Regions from separate parts of the Hordeum vulgare genome. Here region 1 is linked to region 2. A link is a contact called in public Hi-C data. All regions are on one chromosome and are shown on one strand. The core of a region is the stretch at or near the end of the contact, and the rest is flanking DNA. Distances in the headings are between cores, read along the strand shown. Region 1 holds the start of LOC123428659. Region 2 overlaps LOC123427315 (WD repeat-containing protein 44-like).

Evidence for each region. Hi-C and Micro-C count contacts between places; a contact is called where the count stands out from the background.
Region 1: a Hi-C map of leaf shows a contact between it and region 2, with 2.2 times the contacts expected there. The contact joins the promoter of LOC123428659 here to the enhancer-like site in region 2. A contact is called at or near these places in 3 of 6 Hi-C or Micro-C datasets (leaf and seedling) and 1 of 1 datasets of contacts at active chromatin or transcription factors (embryo).

Annotation. Positions count from the first base shown.
Region 1 is chr2H:566,923,347-566,927,616 of MorexV3_pseudomolecules_assembly, forward strand. It overlaps LOC123428659, which reads right to left and starts at 2,515. Exons shown (of 6, transcript XM_045112852.1): 1 at 2,236-2,515; 2 at 1,326-1,374; 3 at 1,103-1,224; 4 at 920-1,007; 5 at 812-847; 6 at 576-706. The coding sequence starts at 2,515. The coding sequence ends at 664. LOC123427316 (RNA polymerase II C-terminal domain phosphatase-like 1) reads left to right here and starts at 3,922. Exons shown (of 17, transcript XM_045111323.1): 1 at 3,922-4,270. The coding sequence starts at 4,244.
Region 2 is chr2H:566,874,934-566,878,836 of MorexV3_pseudomolecules_assembly, forward strand. It overlaps LOC123427315 (WD repeat-containing protein 44-like), which reads left to right. Exons shown (of 7, transcript XM_045111320.1): 2 at 112-202; 3 at 300-457; 4 at 553-604; 5 at 712-794; 6 at 884-977; 7 at 1,446-2,394. The coding sequence ends at 2,020. Among protein-coding and RNA genes, the nearest start is that of LOC123427315, 5.4 kb to the left of the region's middle. Within about 2 kb of position 2,563, at least 3 of the 3 cell types and tissues checked have open chromatin away from gene starts, as enhancers often do. A contact at or near this core is called in leaf and seedling, where this site is marked.

The DNA of each region.
Region 1 (4,270 bases), core at 1,265-3,764, 48 kb after region 2:
AAATGCTTAGAAAGTTGGAAAAAACTACCACTAAAACAACATTGCAATTAGTCGTTAGGTCATCCATGAACAAACTTATATAGTTAAAAACTGAATGTCACTTCTACTTAAATTTTGGTCCCCAAACTTTGCCCATAAATTGTTTTGTCACCTTACCAATCCCCACCAAATACCTGAACCTTTTTTCGGAGCTTACAAATATGTACTTGCCATTCAAATGAGTTTGAATTCAACTCTTCCATATCGGTTGAAACTTCTTTTGTTGAACTAAGTATAAATCATATGCTTTATATTAACAGTTTCAACATTTTTCATGCACCCTAGCCATTTCTTTTCCATCCTTCTCTATTTCTACTTCTTCTTTCTAGTTTCTACAAAGGAATTTAGAGAAAGAAATTAAAGGAGAGAGAGAGAGCAATAGTGCAGAGCCCATCCGGCCTAACATTAAAGAGCCAATTTATGTACCCTGGATTTGAGATGGACGACAAAGCTGAGTATTTTGCCTGCATCCATAGCTAAACAGAAAATGTTGGCACATCTCCTAATCGACGCTCATGTCAAAGTGCCGAGGGAATCCTGAAAATGCACGCATTTGAGGAAGTATCAACCATTGGTGTTGGCAGTAAGCCTTCACTCCATTTAGTGATAAATCTCCTGGATAGGTCAGAGCAACCGAGGGTCCTCGGCGTAAGATTGGGAAAATAAGTCGTCGGGCACACGAAACATTCAAAAATGGAAAGATTGGAAACAATACGCAAATATGGCGAATTTGAAGATCAAAAGCAGAACGTGTGGTATTCTAAGGTCTTACCTGCTCGCTGCCACCGGTGCCGTATTTGCCATGAAGCTGCAAGGAACACCACTGCATTATAACATATCCAGAGATGCTAAGGCCTCATATGCTCCAGCGAAGCTCAACTTTATGAAAAAATCTGTAGGATCGAGTAGGAGGATTTTCGCTTCAAAATAGTGCGCGAGCGCCTTGGCGAGCATCTGCCGGTAGAGCTCTTCAAGAGAGGAACTTGGCTTAAATTACTTGGTCCGAAGCAGCGGGAGAATGGCTAAGCAAAGTCCTTGAGCTGCTGTGATGAAGATGGCTTACCTACAGGGCCTGACAACAGAATCACACGGTTGGCCGGAGCAAGGTTCCTGGTGTATTTGGAGATCTCTGCTTGCTTCAGGTTAACGTACGCGGCGCTCGTCAGCACAACGCGTGTTTGCTCACTGCAAAGGGGAAAAGGGAGTCGCATAGATGAGGAATGTAGGAGATGAATAGCAAAATCTGTACACGCCAAAACAGAGCTTTAGGGGTCCACGAGGCTCACATCGCTCTCTCTTGACTGCCAGCTTCACTTTGATTTGCTCGGTTTGGAGCTCAAGTTCCCTCCACCGGAGCAGCTCCGAAGATTTAAGTTGACACTCGATATTGAAATGTTAGAATTAGACGATGAAGGTCCCATGCTACAAAATCTTCAGTTTTGTAGTTTATACATACATCCCTCCCAAACCTTTGCAGGCAGCTAGCTTTTATTCGCTTCCTAGAATAGGATAACAGAGTTAACAACACAGTTTCAGAAACAATTTGCTACTATATATCTTAGTATAGCTAACGAACCTGCAGTAACAAAAACCTTAACACCTAGGTGCTTTGCAATCTTTATAGCAAATGTACCGATTCCACTTGATCCACCATGGATCTGCACACAATGGAGATACCCAATCATCAGGGATGGTTGATTTCAATAAAGCACGATGTTTCCACTGTTGCACAGAGGTATTGTCATCATGATCCTACTCCATCTTATACAGATTGATGTGAATGTGTATACGCCGCCGGTGCCACATGCCTCTCATAAAATAGTCTGGGGTCACCGATTCAGCGATTTAAGTGAATGCTGGTGAACACAAACTGCCATTTTAAGCAACCACATTTTTTACATATTAATTTCTTAAAATTCTATGATTATGTTACGCCATGATCACTAAACTTATTTCATACTACAACACAATCAACATGAGATTTTTTTAGGATGAGCAACACGGCTTTTGAAGTTTGGATTACAACTAGACTTAGAAATTTGCTGAAACCTGGGCAAAGCTACTACTGCTCGGACAGGAGGAACATCAGGAATGTCGGATCTTCCGGCCGAATCAGAGCAGATGGCTATTCATCATAGATTCTTCTTCAGGCGATCGCGCCCTTAATCAATTCCACAGAGTTTATCGGGGTATTACCTAGCTTCATGGCCTTCATCGTCACTGGAATGGCAAGCTCGGGACGCTGCTGCTCCATGCACCGGTGGTAGAACACGGTGGCCACCACCGCGGAGTAGAGTTGCACGTCGGCGGACGGCAGAAGGTACCCGTACAGGCTGCCCAACAAAAGCAGGCACCCGCCCTGCGCCTGTCCGCAGTCAAGAGCAAACGCGTACACCGGGTAGGTGGCGAGGGGCAGCACGACGGTCACCACGAGCACCTGCAGAGCAGCCTCCTTCCAGCTCGCGGCCGCGGTCATGAGCCGCCACGCCCGATGGAGATGAGTAGCCGCGCCGGCGCCGCCACAACCGTGTCCGCCTTCATCTGTCGCCGCCGTCACCGACGCGTCGATGGCGACCGGGAAGACCGCGACGAGGCAGAGGCGGAAGAGGAGCGTGGCGTGGGAGACGAACAACAGTTTTGTTGCTGCCGGCGGGCGGCGGCGGAGAAGAGGATCTTGTCGAGGCTCTCGTTGAGGACGTACTCGTAGACGAGCAACTTCTCGTCGGCGCCGTGGGCGCAGTAGCCGAGCAGGTTGACGACGTTGCGGTGCTGGACGCGGGACAACAGGTTGGCCTCATTCTTGAACTCCCGCGCCCCCTGCCTGGACCCGGCGCCCAGTCGCTTGACGGCCACCTCCCGGGCGTCGGGGAGCCTGCCCAGGTACACGGGCCCGAAGCTGCCCCTCTTCTTCTCTCTCTCTCTCGATCTGGATAGGAAGGGGGCAGGAGGTCTGCGGGGTGGGGAAGACGGAGGTAATGGGACAGGGGTTTTGAAAAAATGAAACCTTTTTTTCCACTTAATGGAGGACTGCGGGTTGATTTCAATAAAACACAGGGGTTTTATGCAAAATTGCCACGACGGACGGCAGAAGCGCTCCGCGCTTTATTATTATATAAGGGAGATTTTTAGCGGTCAGAGTAGTTGAAGCTAACTAGCCATTACGTATTTTTTTGCTTATTCTTTTTTTCTCTATCAACAATTTCTTTTATAAAAAATGCATCGCATCAACAAGATTCAAACAAATAGTTAGTAGATCGGCTAGATGAAATGCATATCAACAACAACCAAAAACATGACATATCAGCCCAAAAGAATAAAATGATGGGCTAGAAGAAACAAACAAGCTAAATACAAAATACAATGATATTATGTGAATGAGACCATAGAAAATCTCAGCTAGCTGAGTTCTAGGCACACCCTTATGTTCATGTTAGCGGTTTGCGTAAAAAAAAACACTTAAGTGAATTTTTAAAATTTTAGAATTTATTTTTATTCTACAACGTCTACATAAACGCCCAGCGTTGTGAATGCTGTAAAACACCAGCAAATTCAGTTGGACTCCAAATTGTATTACTCAATGATGTTAGGTAGTACGGGAAGAAATGTAAACAACTGATCAAAACGAGTGTAATCATATCCCATAATTTGAATGATTTGAAGATTGCTCACAACGCCAGACAGGCACAGTGAGAGATTACGCCGAGTCATAATCAAGAGCGTATATATACAAGTAATAAAAATATCGTGTTTGAAAACAACATAAACTGGAATATCTTCCTGCCTACCCGCCCCTCTCTCTAAATAACGTGGCCTCGCTGTCGCTGGTCGTCTTCCCCATCCTCCATCCCGATCAAACGCTAGGGTTTCCCCGACCCACCCGCCCGCCCACTGAGCCCACCCCCGAACTCGTCCACCGCCGCCGCCATTGCCGCGGATTTGCACGGGCTACCCACCAAACCCGGCCGGAATCGGCCAAGAACGCGAACGCGAACGCGATTTGAAGCACACAAGCACCATAAGACCACCGCGATTCTCCCTCTGCCCCCTTCTAATTTCCTCTGTTTTTTTTGGACCCCGCGATAAGAACAGATCCGCCGGCGCGCAGGGTCTACGAGACCAGTGCGCGCGCGTGTGGAAGGCACACTGACTCGGACTGAGCTCGGATTCGATTCCCGCGATCTGTTCCTTCGGTGCCGCCGAGGACATGATCAAATCGACGGTGTATTTCGGG
Region 2 (3,903 bases), core at 1,313-3,812:
GTTTGAATTTTGTTGATATTACTGTCGAATCGTGTAGCGATACCTATTGTTATGATTCTGGTGTCTTTCGAATTATTTCTAACTTTAACATGTTTTTCATGTACTGTTCAGCATTTACTTTCATCTTCAATGGATAAAACAGTAAGGTTATGGCACATGTCAAGCGTATCATGTTTGAAAACGTTCTCACACTGCGATTATGGTAAGATTATTTCGGTTCACTCTCTCTCTCTGCACATGGAATTCCTCTCACTCTGTCAGCATCATCCTCAATTTTCCTTTATTACTCTCCCTTCCAGTTACATGCATCCAGTTCAACCCTGTCGATGATAGATACTTCATCAGTGGTTCCCTGGATGAAAAGGTTCGCATATGGAGCATTCCAAAACGTGAAATTGTTGATTGGCATGATCTGCATGAAATGGTCACTGCTGCTTGCTATACCCCTGATGGACAGGTTTGTACACTTTTCATTGGTACCTTTGATCCAAAAGGTTTTCCGTTTGTTAAGTTAAGTTCTAACACCACGTTTCATTTTCATTTTCCCTGTAGAGTGCCTTAGTTGGTTCCCACAAGGGCAGCTGCCATATTTATGACACATCAGGTCTCTCTCTCCCCCCACTCATGATTTATGACATTTTCAAGCTTATTTTTGTATTTGTAGCTCTTACTTTCCCTTCAGAATTGACCTTTTGTTTAACTCTTGGCCAGATAACAAGCTTATCCAAAAGAAACAAATTGACCTGCAAACTAAAAAGAAGAAGTCCCGGCAGAAGAAGATCACTGGATTTCAGGTACCTACTTTCAAAATCTTTTGAGTCTGACACCAGGTCATGCAGACGATAACCTTTCCTGCCTTACTGAATCATAGTTACTTGAATAGTTCCTCCCAGGGAGTTCTTCCAAGGTGCTCATCACATCTGCTGATTCACGGATCCGAGTTGTTGATGGTTTTGAGCTAGTACACAAGTTTAAAGGTATTAAGTTTTTTAGCCTTGTGAGTTCCATGCCATATTGCTATTTTCCTCCAAGGTTTAGCTGGTGATCTTATCGAGACACAGTTACTTTAAAGTTTACTTGCAGTTCTTGCTCTTCACCTGTTTAACCTGTTGCTACTGTTAGCTATCATTATTTTTTGCTGTATGAAAGTTCTGTTTAGAGTAGGGCTGCAGCTGTCAATCATACTGTATTACTGTGGTAACCAGCTTATAAGTAATGCTATTTCTGCTTATTGATTGAACGCGATTGGTGGAGACCAATTTCTGCTGTCATGTTCTTCCTTTCAGCAAAGCGCCAAAACTCGTCAGGATCCACTGTGTTGATTTGATAGCTCGTAATGTCCAATTAACAACATGTTAAAATACTCGTATCTTTCTTTTAGGACGGGATCTGATATCCATATGTTTTGTCGGTTGCTGATGGCCCCGTCCCTTATTTTGTTTCAGGTTTCCGAAACACCAACAGCCAAATCTCAGCCTGCTACGCAGCTAGAGGCAGATACGTGATCTCAGCGAGCGAAGACTCCCATGTCTACATGTGGAGAAACGACGACGGCCCTGAGCAAAGAGGAAGCAGCAAGGGCGTCGTTTCTGTCGCGAATTCCTACGAGTACTTCTACTGCCAGGGCGTGACGGTGGCCGCCGCCTTGCCGTCGACGGTGGGGTCAGCCACGACGTCCCGAACCAACTCCAGGAGGCGCGAGGAGCTGGATTGTGTGTCCGAGTACCACCCCCTGTCCCACGCAGGAGACGGAGACTCCTCTGATTTCCAGCAGCAGCAGCAGCAGGGAGGCAATGACCTAAGCAACGGCTCGAATCATGGCGGCGACAGAGCGTCCGCGACCTGGCCCGAGGAGCTCATGACGCCGACGAAACAGAGCCCGCGGTCCAGCACCAGCCTCCCCGACGGTGCCGCCGGGCAGGCTCCGAGCCGGTCGGCCTGGGGCATGGCCATCGCCACGGCAGGTGGTGGGGGTCAGATCAGGATACTCCAGAATTTTGGGTTCCCCGTCAGAGTATAGTAGTAGCAGCGGCCCTGTAGGAGGGTGATTTTTGTGTGTAAATAGGTTGGGAGATGCGGTTTGTTTTGCTGTGTTTTTGTAGCGGTCTTTGAGTTCCGTGCGATTGCGCTTGGGTTTGGCTGATGCGTGCATACTCGACTAACGACGGCCTTGTTCGCTTTTACTACTACGTGAGAGTGGAGCCTGTGAAAGCGCCTGCCGCCACCCCGGTTGGAGTGAAATCTCTCGCCATCCATTTTCATCCGCTTCTTCACTCTTGTCCGCTCTGGCGCTCCGCTCAACACATATTCTTGTAAGGCAAAAATAATAATAATCTCCAGTTGTATACATGTATACGGATGCAAAAGCAAAAGACGAGTTTTCTTGGTGGTGAATTCCTTCTGCAAGTGGCCTGCCTTCCAGGCTTCTAGCTAGGACTATGAGGAGAATAAAATGTTTTGAGTTCTGAAGCTTTTCGGCTGCATTTCTTGTAGTGTATGTATGCTCTATCATTCCACTGTGACTGTCGGCTGCTTGGACCGATGGAACATTTGCTAGTAGTACTAATTACACTCGTAGTACCTCCACCGTGCCGTGTGTTTTTATGTTCATTGTATACCCAAGCATGACCGTGGAGAACTCCCTCCACTCGATTTCCCTCCAGTCCAGGGCCAGAGCACCGACATCGCTCGCGGCGATGGTGCAGCCACGGTAGAGAGGTACAGGAGATATCCTGCGATCTGATCCTGACGTGACGCGCTGCGCACCCAAAGAGGATGACGCCAGAACGCATGTTCGTCACGCAGCAAAGGACGTACCCGGTGACTTGCAATTAGTTCAGAAGTACGAGGCCTACCCAGGAGCACGTGCTACGCAAGAGCCGCTCGATAGTGGAGCGTGACCAAATAATGTACACTAAAAACAGTTAGAAATTGACGTCTAACTTTAACAAGAAAGAGGAGAAGTACAAGGTTACGTTGGATGCGCAAAAAGAAAAGATGTATTGGGATGTAAGAGCAACTCCAACCGATCGTTTGGTTCGCCGTCATTTGTTTGGATCCGTATGGATAAAAATAATGGTTGAACGCGCGGACTCATTGCTAAAATACGTCCGCGCCGATCCATTTCCGACTCACATTTGGGACTAAAATGGATCGACGCGGACGCGCGCGTCCTCTCAATGTTTGCATGTGGTTGGCCTGACCCACTTGTCACAGAACCATCCACCCACCTCTATCTGCTTATTTAATTCGATGGCCACCCCATCCATCTTTCTCCTATTATTTTATTGCCACAGTGTTGCTGCCCACTTGTTTTCCGTTGAATGCATGTGCTGACCCATTTAAAAAAGCGGATACGGACAAACCGACGGACGACCCAAACGAACGAAAAGCGAACAAACCGTTGGAGTTGTTCTTAAAAAGGGCGGAGAAAACTAAAAATTAAGAATAAGAGTGAGAAGATCGTGTTGGAGAAGCACGAGGGGACGATCAAATAAAGGATGCAAGACATGCAAGACATTAGGAGAGCCTAGGCTTGAGAATGAGAGGATATAAAATCGCACAAGACACAAAGGATGCGAAGATCATGCTGTCACATAAAAGCCTCTTGGATGAGCAAACAAATAAATGGCTTGCGAACAAAAAAAGAGATCAACGACCATAAGAAGTATGAGACGACGAGGACGGCGTCAACAACATCGGCCCATGCGGCGAAGATGCATGGGAGCCAACGAGTGATCCGGCCAGCCAGCCAACGGTTGATCGGACATTGATTTCATTTTAGCATGTTCACATTATTAAACTATAATTTGTTTTGCTTTTGTTTGGAACTATTGAATTCAGATAATTTATATCGTATGATTGACGTGTATAAATTTAAGGTTTCATGTTTAAGATGTGTGG